Linked DNA regions of Sus scrofa: region 1 is linked to region 2. A link is a contact called in public Hi-C data. All regions are on one chromosome and are shown on one strand. The core of a region is the stretch at or near the end of the contact, and the rest is flanking DNA. Distances in the headings are between cores, read along the strand shown. Region 1 has its middle 25 kb from the start of SMTN. Region 2 holds the start of MORC2 (MORC family CW-type zinc finger protein 2).

Region 1 (5,228 bases), core at 1,894-4,393, 54 kb after region 2:
ATAGTATGTGAGTCATACTTCGTTCAAATTTTTTCTTTTTCTTTTTAGGGCCATACCTGCATCATATGGAAGTTCCCAGGCTAGGGGTCAAATCAGAGTTACAGCTGCTGGCCTAAACCACAGTCATAGCAACTCAGGATCCAAGCCACGTCTGCGACCTACACCACAGCTCATGGCAACACCAGATCCCGACCCACTGAGCAAAGCCAGGGATCAAACCCATATCCTCGTGGATACTAGTTGGATTCATTTCAACTGTGCCACAACAGGAACTCCTCAAACTATTTTTTAAGAAAGAGGTTGATATGGAAAAGGGGCTAATAAGACATTAAGTCAAAAAAGAAAAACACTGAATAAAATATACGATTCCCATTGGTGTAAACAATAAATAAAATTTAAAACCCTCATGTATGTATAAATAAATGCAGAGAATCTTGTCTTGAAATCTCCGCCTCACGCTTTTGACAATCTACACTTCCCGGGAAGAGAGTAGGAATGAGGGGCTAGAGACGGGGGACTTTTACTTTACCCTGAAAGTAGATTCCTTGGGTAATTTTTTTATAATTTAAAAAATCAAGCAGAAAAAAAGAAAGAAAAGCAATGCAAAGGAGAGGCTAGAGGCTGCATGTTATCCATCTCCTTGTACCTCTTTTTACAATTATTGGGGCCATGGACTTAGGGAATTGGTATTTGTAAGCAGTAAGTTGGATGTGTCTAGACTTAGGAAGGATTTAAGGAAAGATCTAGTCCAGGGTCTTTGCTCTGTAGATGGAGAAACTGAGGCCCAGGGAGGATCTGGGAGCTGTCCAACGCCAGAGCTCATTGGACCCAGGCCCGGGCTGAAGTCCAGGCCTCGGCCGAAGCTCCCAGTTCTGCCCCCGCACTGCACTCTGCACAAATTGTTTCGTGTCTCTGGGAAGGGGGAGTTTATAAATTTGGCCACATTTTGGAACAACAGAGCCATAAATGGACATGCCCGCGGGAGGCTGGGAGGTACCTGACCTTTGAGGCTGGGAGTGGGGAGAGGAAGGGAGAACAGCGCAGGCAGACCCAGCCATGGCCCAGATTCTTGCTTTCAGGGGAAACTAAAACTGGAGAAAGGAGTTCATCCAGAGGTGGCTGCAGATAAATTGAGTAAACATGGAGGGCCAGATGGACCCGGTTCAAAATGCCCCCTTTGCCACTGGGTGGGAGGGATCTGGCGTTGGGATTGGCTGGGTGGCCTTGGCCAAATGCCTTTACCTCTCTGATCCTAACTAGCCACCAAATCCCGTGAATGATGAGAACATGTGAAAAGACTGTGAAAACGCTAATGACCAGGCCCGAACTGTGACTTACAGAAAGTCAGACTCTTCTAGAATGGGTGCCCAGAAACTGTATTTTCTAGAAGCATCCTGGGGTAGTCTGCATTATTAAAGAAATGGACTTCAGGAACCAAGGACACCCAGGCTCTTTTCGAGGGGTGGGGGGGGCAGTTCCTAGACTAGGGATCAAACCCATACCATAGCAGTGACCTGAACCACACCAGTGAAAATGCCAGATCCTTAACCCACTGAGCCACTAGGGAACTCCCATCCAGGCTTTTAAAACAGGCTCCTCAAAAAAAAAAAAAAATTATTATTATTATTATTTTTGTCTTTTCTAGGGCCCCACGCATGGTATATGGAGGTTCCTAGGCTAGGGGTCGAATCAGAGCTGTAGCTGCCGGCCTACACCACAGCCACAGCAATGTGGGATCCAAGCCACATCCGTGGCCCACACCACAGCTCACAGCAACGCCAGATCCCCAACCCACTGAGCAAGGCTAGGGATCGAATCCACAACCTCATGGTTCCTAGTCGGATTCATTGACCACCAAGCCATGACAGGAACTCCCCCAAAATTATTTTTTTATTAGACTCTGTTGCCTATAGAGAAAAGCCAGACTGCTTAGCACAGCATTCAAGGCCTCCAAGCCACAGAACAGCTTTGTCCCTCACCTCAGACATGCGTATCCATCTCTTCATTGCCTAAACAAACAAGGTGGAGTGTCCCCCCACACTGTCCCAGACAAAAACCATGTCCCTGCCTTCTCTGGGCATGCAAAATGGTGGTAAATTAAACTCCACACCCTATAGTTCTCTTCCTTTTCCAAATAAGTTTGTTTTCAACTTCCAAACCTCTCTTCAAGCTCTTCCTGCCAGTCGAACAGTCCTCCCCCATCCCACCTGGCTTCCCTTTTGATGGAAAGCCCACCTGAAATCCCCTCTTCTGTGAAGCTTTCATGGGTCTCTGCACCTCCAAACTGAATCACCACACACTCAGGGCTCTCCCCTCCAAATGAACGAACAAATGAATGAGCCAAATTCCTGACTGACTGGCCTCCCAGCCCTGGCACACAGTTGGCACACAGTTTGTAGCCAAAAACATTACTTGAATATAATGAAATCTGGATTCTCTCTGCCAACTCTGAATGCAACAACCACTGGAAAACATTCAGCCAGCCAGCAAACATTTATTGAGTGTCTACTATGTGCCTGGCACATGTAAACACAGAGCATTCTGGAAGGGGTTAAGTGTGATCAGCACTATGAGAGAGTACCATTGAGAGATGCTGTTTCATAGACAGTAGCCTGGAAGCCCATTGGAGAAGGTGGAATTAGAGGTGACACCTGAAGAATGAGACAGAGCTGGCCAAGAAGGCTGACCTGATTTGGGTTTGAGAAGAGCTCTGGATTCTAGGTGGTGAGTGGAGATGGGGTGGGGACAGTGGCCAGAGCTAAGGGATGCAATTAACAGCCTGGTGGAGAGGGAGGGACCCCATCACAAGAAGACAGACGCCAGGGGGCCTGCTGCTTGGGTGGGACACCTGACCTTTCAAACCTTAGATTCTTTGATTCTGAGTCGTGTCTATGTTTTAAACACACACACACACACACACACATTCTCTCTCTCACACACAACACAAATAAAGAAAACAAAACCCCTCAGAGCTCAGAAGCTGGCTAAAGCCCAAAGATTGTTTTAAAAATATATGTATATTTCCCACTGAATCTTCAGTTTTGTGTTTCCAGCAGCTGGCATGCACCCAAGGGGACAAGTTAGCTGGGACAAACAGGCTTCTGTCCCTCTGTCATTGTACTCTGGTTCGTGGCTTCTAAGAGGGTCATTTCCTGTGGCCTCAGCAGGGCCGGGAGGGTGATATGTGGGGGCCAGGCCTTCCCACGGATGCAGCTGGGTTGGGTGCATTTCCCGAGAGGACACTGCTCTGGGGAAGGGGGTTGGGCAAGTGAAAGGCAGCCCATGAGGTCAAGCTAGCAGCTCTGGCCCAACAGTTCATTATTAAGTCAGTTACTAGAGACTTAACAAAACAATGTGGTGAGGTTTCCAGGTGAGCCTATAGCAGGAGTTCCTGCTGTGGTGCAGTGGGTTAGGAATCCAACTGTAGCAGCTTGGGTCACTACAGAGGTGTGGGTTCACTCCCAGGCCTCGCACAGCAGGTTAGGAGATCTGGCGTTGCTGCAGCTGCAGTGCAGGACTTGGCTGTGGCTTGGATTCAAATCCCTGGCCCAGGAACTTACTTACGCCATGGGCGTGGCCATTAAAAAAAAAAAGCCTATAGCATTGATATCAGAGTCATCTGTCTGGGTAGGATGAGAGGGACCCAGCTCAGGAGAGGTCATAAACCACTTGATTTCAAGACTCATCAAATTCAGGCCAGGTGACCTACAAATGGTCCTCTGCGGTGAGGTTGGGCTGTGACTGGAAGACAGACAAGCCCCTCCCCCACTGCAGACCAATCAAGAGGCCCTGACTCTGGGACAGGGGACTCCAAACATGGGGCTCACTGAACGCCAAACACACAAATTCTTTTTTTTTCTTTTTAGGGCCGCACCCAAGGCATATGGAAGTTCTTGGACCTGGGGGTTGACTCAGAGCTGCAGCTGCTGGCCTACGCCACAGCCATAGCAACACAGGAGGGAGCTGCGTCTGGACCTACACTGCAGCTTTTGGCAAGGCCAGATCCTTAACCCACTGAGCAAGGCCAGGGATTGAATCCACATCCTCATCAATACCGGTCAGGTTCTTAACCCACTGAGCCACAGCAGGAAGTCTAAACACACAAATTCTGATTTTCCAGGGTCAGCCCTCCTGGTTACAGTCTGGTTCCTTAAACTGTTGCTTTGTCCCCAGGGAGAGTGGGGAGGCTTCCATGGCAGCACCAGGGCACACACATCAAATTCCTCCCACAAGCCTAAGAATCTTGTATCAGGATCATGCATCTTCCTCTCATGCCACTCACCCTTGCTCATTACCTCCAGTAGTGGCTAGCTCCTTTTGGGTTCCTTCTTCTTCCCTCAGGGTCTTTGTCCATTATGTTTCCTCTGCCTGAATTACCAGGGTAAGTGCTCAAGGCACTTTGACCTTTTCCTTTCCAGAGCTAACAATAGTGATTTGTGCAGTGATTTGCGCAATGCCATCTTCCTCCAGAGGCCACTGAAGACCGGCTACCATCTGCACCACGTGGCCTCCAAGGTTGAGATGGAAAGGGAAAGAGAAAAAGGACAGTGCCTAGGAGGTTTCTGTGCCCTAAGCCTCACACGTCTCTCTTGGTCACATTTCATTGGCTGGCATCAGTCACATGACTCCTCCTAACTTCAAGGGAGGGTGGGAAACGTGGTCTAGTTGAGTGTGGAAAAGGAAGACTTGGATATTTGTGCTGACTAGTTGACTGTGTCATAGCACACCATGGTTCCCCTGGGGGGCCCTGGACAGGCGAAAGACCCCAACCATTACACTGTAGGCACCCTCCGTATCCTCACACAGGGAGAGGGAGGTACATCTCCTGGGCCTGTGTCTGCCTTTTCCTCTGAACGGAAAAGCAATCAGTGGTCAGCCCCTGAAGCAGACACCACCCCACATCCCCCCGACAATCTCAGCGACTCACCAAAAGCTGCTCAAGCCTTCTGGCCTCAGGAGCACTCAGACCTACGCACGGACAAGCCGAAGTGCCGGAATTGGCGCCCCTCCCTCAGCGCTTAACTAGCAGAGGATGGGAAATTGGTGGGTGGATATCCCAGCTGCCTCGCTCTTTGATTGGGATAAGTGAGGCTGCGCTACCCTGTTTGTGAGAGTTCCCTAGCAGGGTTGAGCTTTGGTTTCTCACCACTTAATAATGTTTCCTTTACTGCCAGCTTTCCCTTTCCTTCCCTGCGCAGATGCCCTGGAATCACCTCCAAGATAGGTTA
Region 2 (4,812 bases), core at 47-2,546:
TAAGTCGCCTCAGACCTGACCCGCCCAAATCAACTCAGGCGAGTTGCGCCCCTCCCCCACTTCCCTCAGACAGCGGCCTCAGCCTCTCAGGCGCTCGGTCCCGTGTTCTCCTCCTCACATAGAGAAGATAGTCCCAGCTTTCAAGGCCCGGATTGAGGGCAGTGACGAGTACACTACCCGAGCGGGCGTTGCCCTGCGCTCACAGCTGCAGCTGCCTTTGTCCCTCCCCACGGAATTGGAACCCAACAACCGCAGCGCGCTCTTGGAACCATGTGCTGCCTCCGCCTCCGCCGCTGCCGCCACCGCCGCCGCGAGACCACAGCCCGCACTGCGCTGGATGATATGGTGACCGGACTCAACACCACAAAATTCGGCGTCTAGGTCTCCTCCGCCGCTGCTATCGCTGGCGTCTCTGCCACCTCAGCCAGCGCTTTGTCTCCGCTAGTGCACACAGCCCGGGCCGCCTCGCGCACTCCCCGACGCCCCAAGCCCCCGAGGCCTCCGCGGCGTATTCGGCCAATCACAGAGCCGCAGATCCTCCCGCCCCCGCTCTGATGCGACGCCTTCTGATTGGTAGGTAGCGTGTCTCCACGTGACCGGATCTTGTTAGCTGGGCCCTCCCCTGTCACGTGAGTGAGCGCGCCTCTCTTCCTGCTTTCTTGACCCTCTCCGCCATTTAAAGAAACAGTACCGGGGGCGGGCCGAGCGACGCAGCCGGGACGGCAGCTGCGGCGCGGACCGGAGGAGCCATCTTGTCTCGTCGCCGGGGAGTCAGGCCCCTAACTCGAAGAAGCCCTGGCGCGCCCTCCCCCCCTCCCCGGTCTGGTAGGGCGAAGGAGCGGGCGCGCGGTCGATCGAGCGATCGGTTGGCGGCTCTTTCTCCTGCTCTGGCATCCAGCTCTTGGGGCGCAGGCCCGGCCGCCACGGCGCGCGCCCGGTGGCCGTTGGCGTTCGCGCCGCGTCTTTCTTCTCGTACGCAGAACTCGGGCGGCGGCCTATGCGTTTGCTATCCGACGAGGAGTCGTCCGGGTGGTCGGCGGCGGCGGGCAGTTGCTCCGCCCCGCTCCTGGGGAGGCGGCGGCGGCGGCGGCGGCGGCGGCGGGATTTGGCACGGCCGGGGAAGCTGGGGTGGCCGGGGCCGGCCTGGAGGCCTGGCACCACCCTTCGGGGCCTGCAAGGACCCAATTGGGGGGACAGGAGGGAGCCGGGGGATGGTTGGTGGTGGGCTTTCTACTTTGTCTTTTCCTCCTTATGCCGCCTTAGTGAGGGGCGGGAGCGCTGGAGGCCGCTCCGGGGTGGAGAGACAAGCTCCGGAGTCGGAAGAGCTGGGTTTGCTTCCGGGCCTAACCACCAGCTGGCCGAGTGACCTTAGGCAAGTCACTCTGTAATTTATCTGCGCCTCAGTTTCCTCCTTCTCCATCAATGTTTGTGGGATTGAAAGCGCTTTGTAAACTGTAAAGCGTCGCTGTATGTAAGGGATGATTATTGTTCGTAATGGCTTGGTTTTTTGTTTTTTGGTTTTTTTTTTTTGGAGTTGTAAGAAAACTTAGAAATTGCCCAATCCTTGGATTTTGAACCTGGAAACCTTGGATTGGAGGTGGAGATCCCCAAACTCCTTGAAATTGTATGCAGAAATTAGGGGGAATGTGCATTTTAGAGAATGAGAAGCCATCGCCAGCAAGTTTTCATTGGGGGCTGTGACCCAGAAGAATTAAGAACCACATTTCCTTTGTCACAAGGAGGAAACTGAGGCCAGATGTCATTTGGGACCCTTCACAACCAATTCGAAGCCCCTGTTTGAATCCCTGAGATATGTGAGCTGTTCTGTGCATAGTGGATATTCGTGGTAACAACACTCCACTTCTTGGCTTCTATTTTGAGTTCTTTCACCATGGGTTGCCTAAAGGGTGACTGATGCTTAAAGGTACAGTGGCACCCAGCATAAAGCAGCTAAAACTGGGCATGGATATGTTCTCTAGTATCAAGAAGCTTATTTAATCTTTGGCCCAACAACTTTTTTTTTTCTGGTGCCTGACTACCTTTCTGACTCTTCATTGACCATTTTCTATGACCATGGTTGCCATCCGTTACTTTCCCCTATTTTATATTCCTAGTCTGTGTGGTTGGTAGTGAGCAGGCTTATTTTTAAATGGTGCTGCCAAGTCCAACTAATTAATGGTGCAGGTGGATTTTTAGCAAGCTGGCTCACTAGAACAGACTGAACCAGGCATGGAATTCTTGAAAATGTTTGGGGGGTTGAGTCTTTATTAATTGAAGGTTAACGTTTTCTGAGAAGTTTTGTTAGAATTTTCTGCTGAACCTCAAAATCAGATTGAAAGTGTTTCAACCTTAAATTTTTTCTGGTCTGCTTTGTATTCTATTTGCTTGCAAGTGTGTTACTAAGATGGCCAAAATGCCAGTTTTTGCTTCTTTGTTAATTGTCAGCTGCTTTTATCAAATATCAGGCAGTTATCCAGCAAACACTATAGAAATGTTTGAACAGTTGGCTTTCAAACATTTTCATTTTGTGGAGTGGTGCTTACCATTGGTACAGCTCTAAGCAAGCAAACGCAAACACTTTTAAGTGTATTTTGTCTGTTAGGTGTTAGCCGGTTCTGCTATTTCATACAAATGTCTGGAAATCAATTGACTATTCCCTTTACCTAGAGGGCAGAGACAAATGATCTCAATTCCAGAGAAATGACTGTTTTGGAGAAAACTGTGTTGGTCTTTTAGCTCTTTTGTAATTAAATCTGGATGTACCTCAAAAGAATCTTAAGACTGGTGATAAAATGCTTTCCTCAGGAGAAAGGAGGAAAAAAACCAACTGGAACTCAAAGCTTGAAATTCTTTGACAAACATAAGATATCCAGGATGGGAAGTTGAAAGGGTTTCACTACATAGCGTTCTGCACTAGCTGGAGCAGATGTCTTTCAGTGTGGTTATGGCGTGGACTTCAGATTTTCAAGAACTGGATCTGGGACCTGGAAGAATTATCAAGATGTGACACGAAGTTGGGAGCTGGATTTTTTTATTTTTGAATTTATGGACTCTTGTCCTTGCTTTGAGAAAAGACAATGACTGAGCAAGCACTGCCACCAGCGCTGTTACTGGGAATTCGGAGACCTGAGTTTTTGCCAGATCCTCGGTGCAAACTCTGGCGACGCTCCATCCAAAGTGAAAAACGGTACTTGCCATTTTCCAAAATGCCTTATTCTGTACCGTCTCTGCACTTTCATTCACACCCTCCTCTCTACCCTGAAATGCCTTCCTTTGCTTCTTCAACTGTCAAAGCTCTGCCGTTTCTTCAGTATCCAACGCAGATGCTCTTTCCTCCATGAGACTCTTAAGCCAGAAATATCTTTGTTTTATAACTTGAGGGAGTTTCCTTTATGGCACAGCGGAAATGAATCTGACTAGCATCCATGAACACTCAGGTTCAATCCCTGGCCTTGCTCAGCAGGTTATGATCCAGCGTTGCCGTGAGCTGTGGTGTAGGTTGCAGATGTGGCTCAGATCTGGCATGGCTGTGGCTGTGGTGTAAGCTGGTGGCTACAGCTCCGATTAGACCCCTAGCCTGGGACCCTCCATATGCCACAGGTGTGGTCCTAAAAAGCAAAAAAAAATTAAATAAATAAGTAATAATAAAAATATATTTTGATAGATACCTTTTATCTATCTTTGTGTACAGTAGCTTGTAAAGTAGTTTTTATGTGCATTAGCTCTCTTTCTAGATAGAAAGCCCCTTCAAAGCAAGGGTCTCGTCTGGGGAATCTTCGCCCAGACATATTACCATATATGATGAAGCACTTGGTAGAAAGAAGGAATTTAGAAAACAGGCTATCTCAAAATAGGCACTCATAGGTTTGCTTAGTTGCTGTGTGATAACCTAGTTATGGGCCATGTTTCTTCCTCCATCCCATGATATATCTTTTTTTTATTTTTAGGAGCCATATCCACAGCATATGGAAATTCCCAGGTTAGGGGTCGATTCTGAGCTCTAGCTGCTGGCCTACACCACAGCAACGCCAGATCCAAGCCGCATCTGTCACCTGTACTACAGCTCACAGCAACGCCAGATCCTTAACCCACTGAGCAGGGCCAGGGATCAAACCTGCATCCTCATGGATATTAGTCGGGTTCATTACTGCTGAGCCACAGCGGGACTCCACTTTATTATTTTTTAATTTTAGCTTTAAAATGATTTAGGGAGTTCTCAAGCATAAAGAGAAATTTTTTGTTGTATAAGATATTACAGAGGGGTGCAAGGACTAGGGCCTTATTCCCTGCATACCTTATTCTCTTCCACTCAAGATGAATCTTGTTTAAAATGAAAGTTAAGTACTAGGTCATAAGAATTTGCAGAAGGCATTTAGAAGGGTGTTGGTATATAAACTTAAATTTACTTCTCATACCACTTCTTTGTCCCACCAACCACTGCCCAGCAACCTGAATAAAATCAAATTAGTCCCCCAAAGCATGAGACTTGGGACAATTTCTTTTTGCTGCATCCCTAAGACAGTTTGTCCTCAAGAGTCAGGAAACAGTCTTTGCCAGAAAACTCTGTTCTTATCATCACTGATTATTAATATTAAGACTCCCTCCTCCCTATTTATCATCTGTCAGCTTCTAAGCCAGGCTTGCCAAGAATTAGTACCATCAGGTGGCTGATGTACTGACAGCAGTCCCGCCCCCATTGTTAGAGTCTTGTGTTTGTAATTCCAAGCATTTGTTATCTGTTTTGTCCCTCTCCCCTCTAGTCTTGTGCCTCCTGGTTGCCGAGTATTCACCTGGACCTTCTAACCACCTTCC

Evidence for each region. Hi-C and Micro-C count contacts between places; a contact is called where the count stands out from the background.
Region 1: a Hi-C map of liver shows a contact between it and region 2, with 3 times the contacts expected there. The contact joins the enhancer-like site here to the promoter of MORC2 in region 2. A contact is called at or near these places in 3 of 5 promoter capture datasets (fetal liver and liver), 7 of 47 Hi-C or Micro-C datasets (embryonic fibroblasts, epiblast stem cells, fetal liver and 2 more) and 2 of 2 datasets of contacts at active chromatin or transcription factors (alveolar macrophages and skeletal muscle).

Annotation. Positions count from the first base shown.
Region 1 is chr14:47,851,313-47,856,540 of Sscrofa11.1, forward strand. No RefSeq gene overlaps it. Among named protein-coding and RNA genes, the nearest start is that of SMTN, 25 kb to the right of the region's middle. Within about 2 kb of position 3,144, at least 21 of the 83 cell types and tissues checked have an H3K27ac peak or open chromatin away from gene starts, as enhancers often do. A contact at or near this core is called in fetal liver, liver and skeletal muscle, where this site is marked.
Region 2 is chr14:47,799,136-47,803,947 of Sscrofa11.1, forward strand. It overlaps MORC2 (MORC family CW-type zinc finger protein 2), which reads right to left and starts at 1,297. Exons shown (of 26, transcript XM_005670853.3): 1 at 1-1,297. It also overlaps LOC100525309.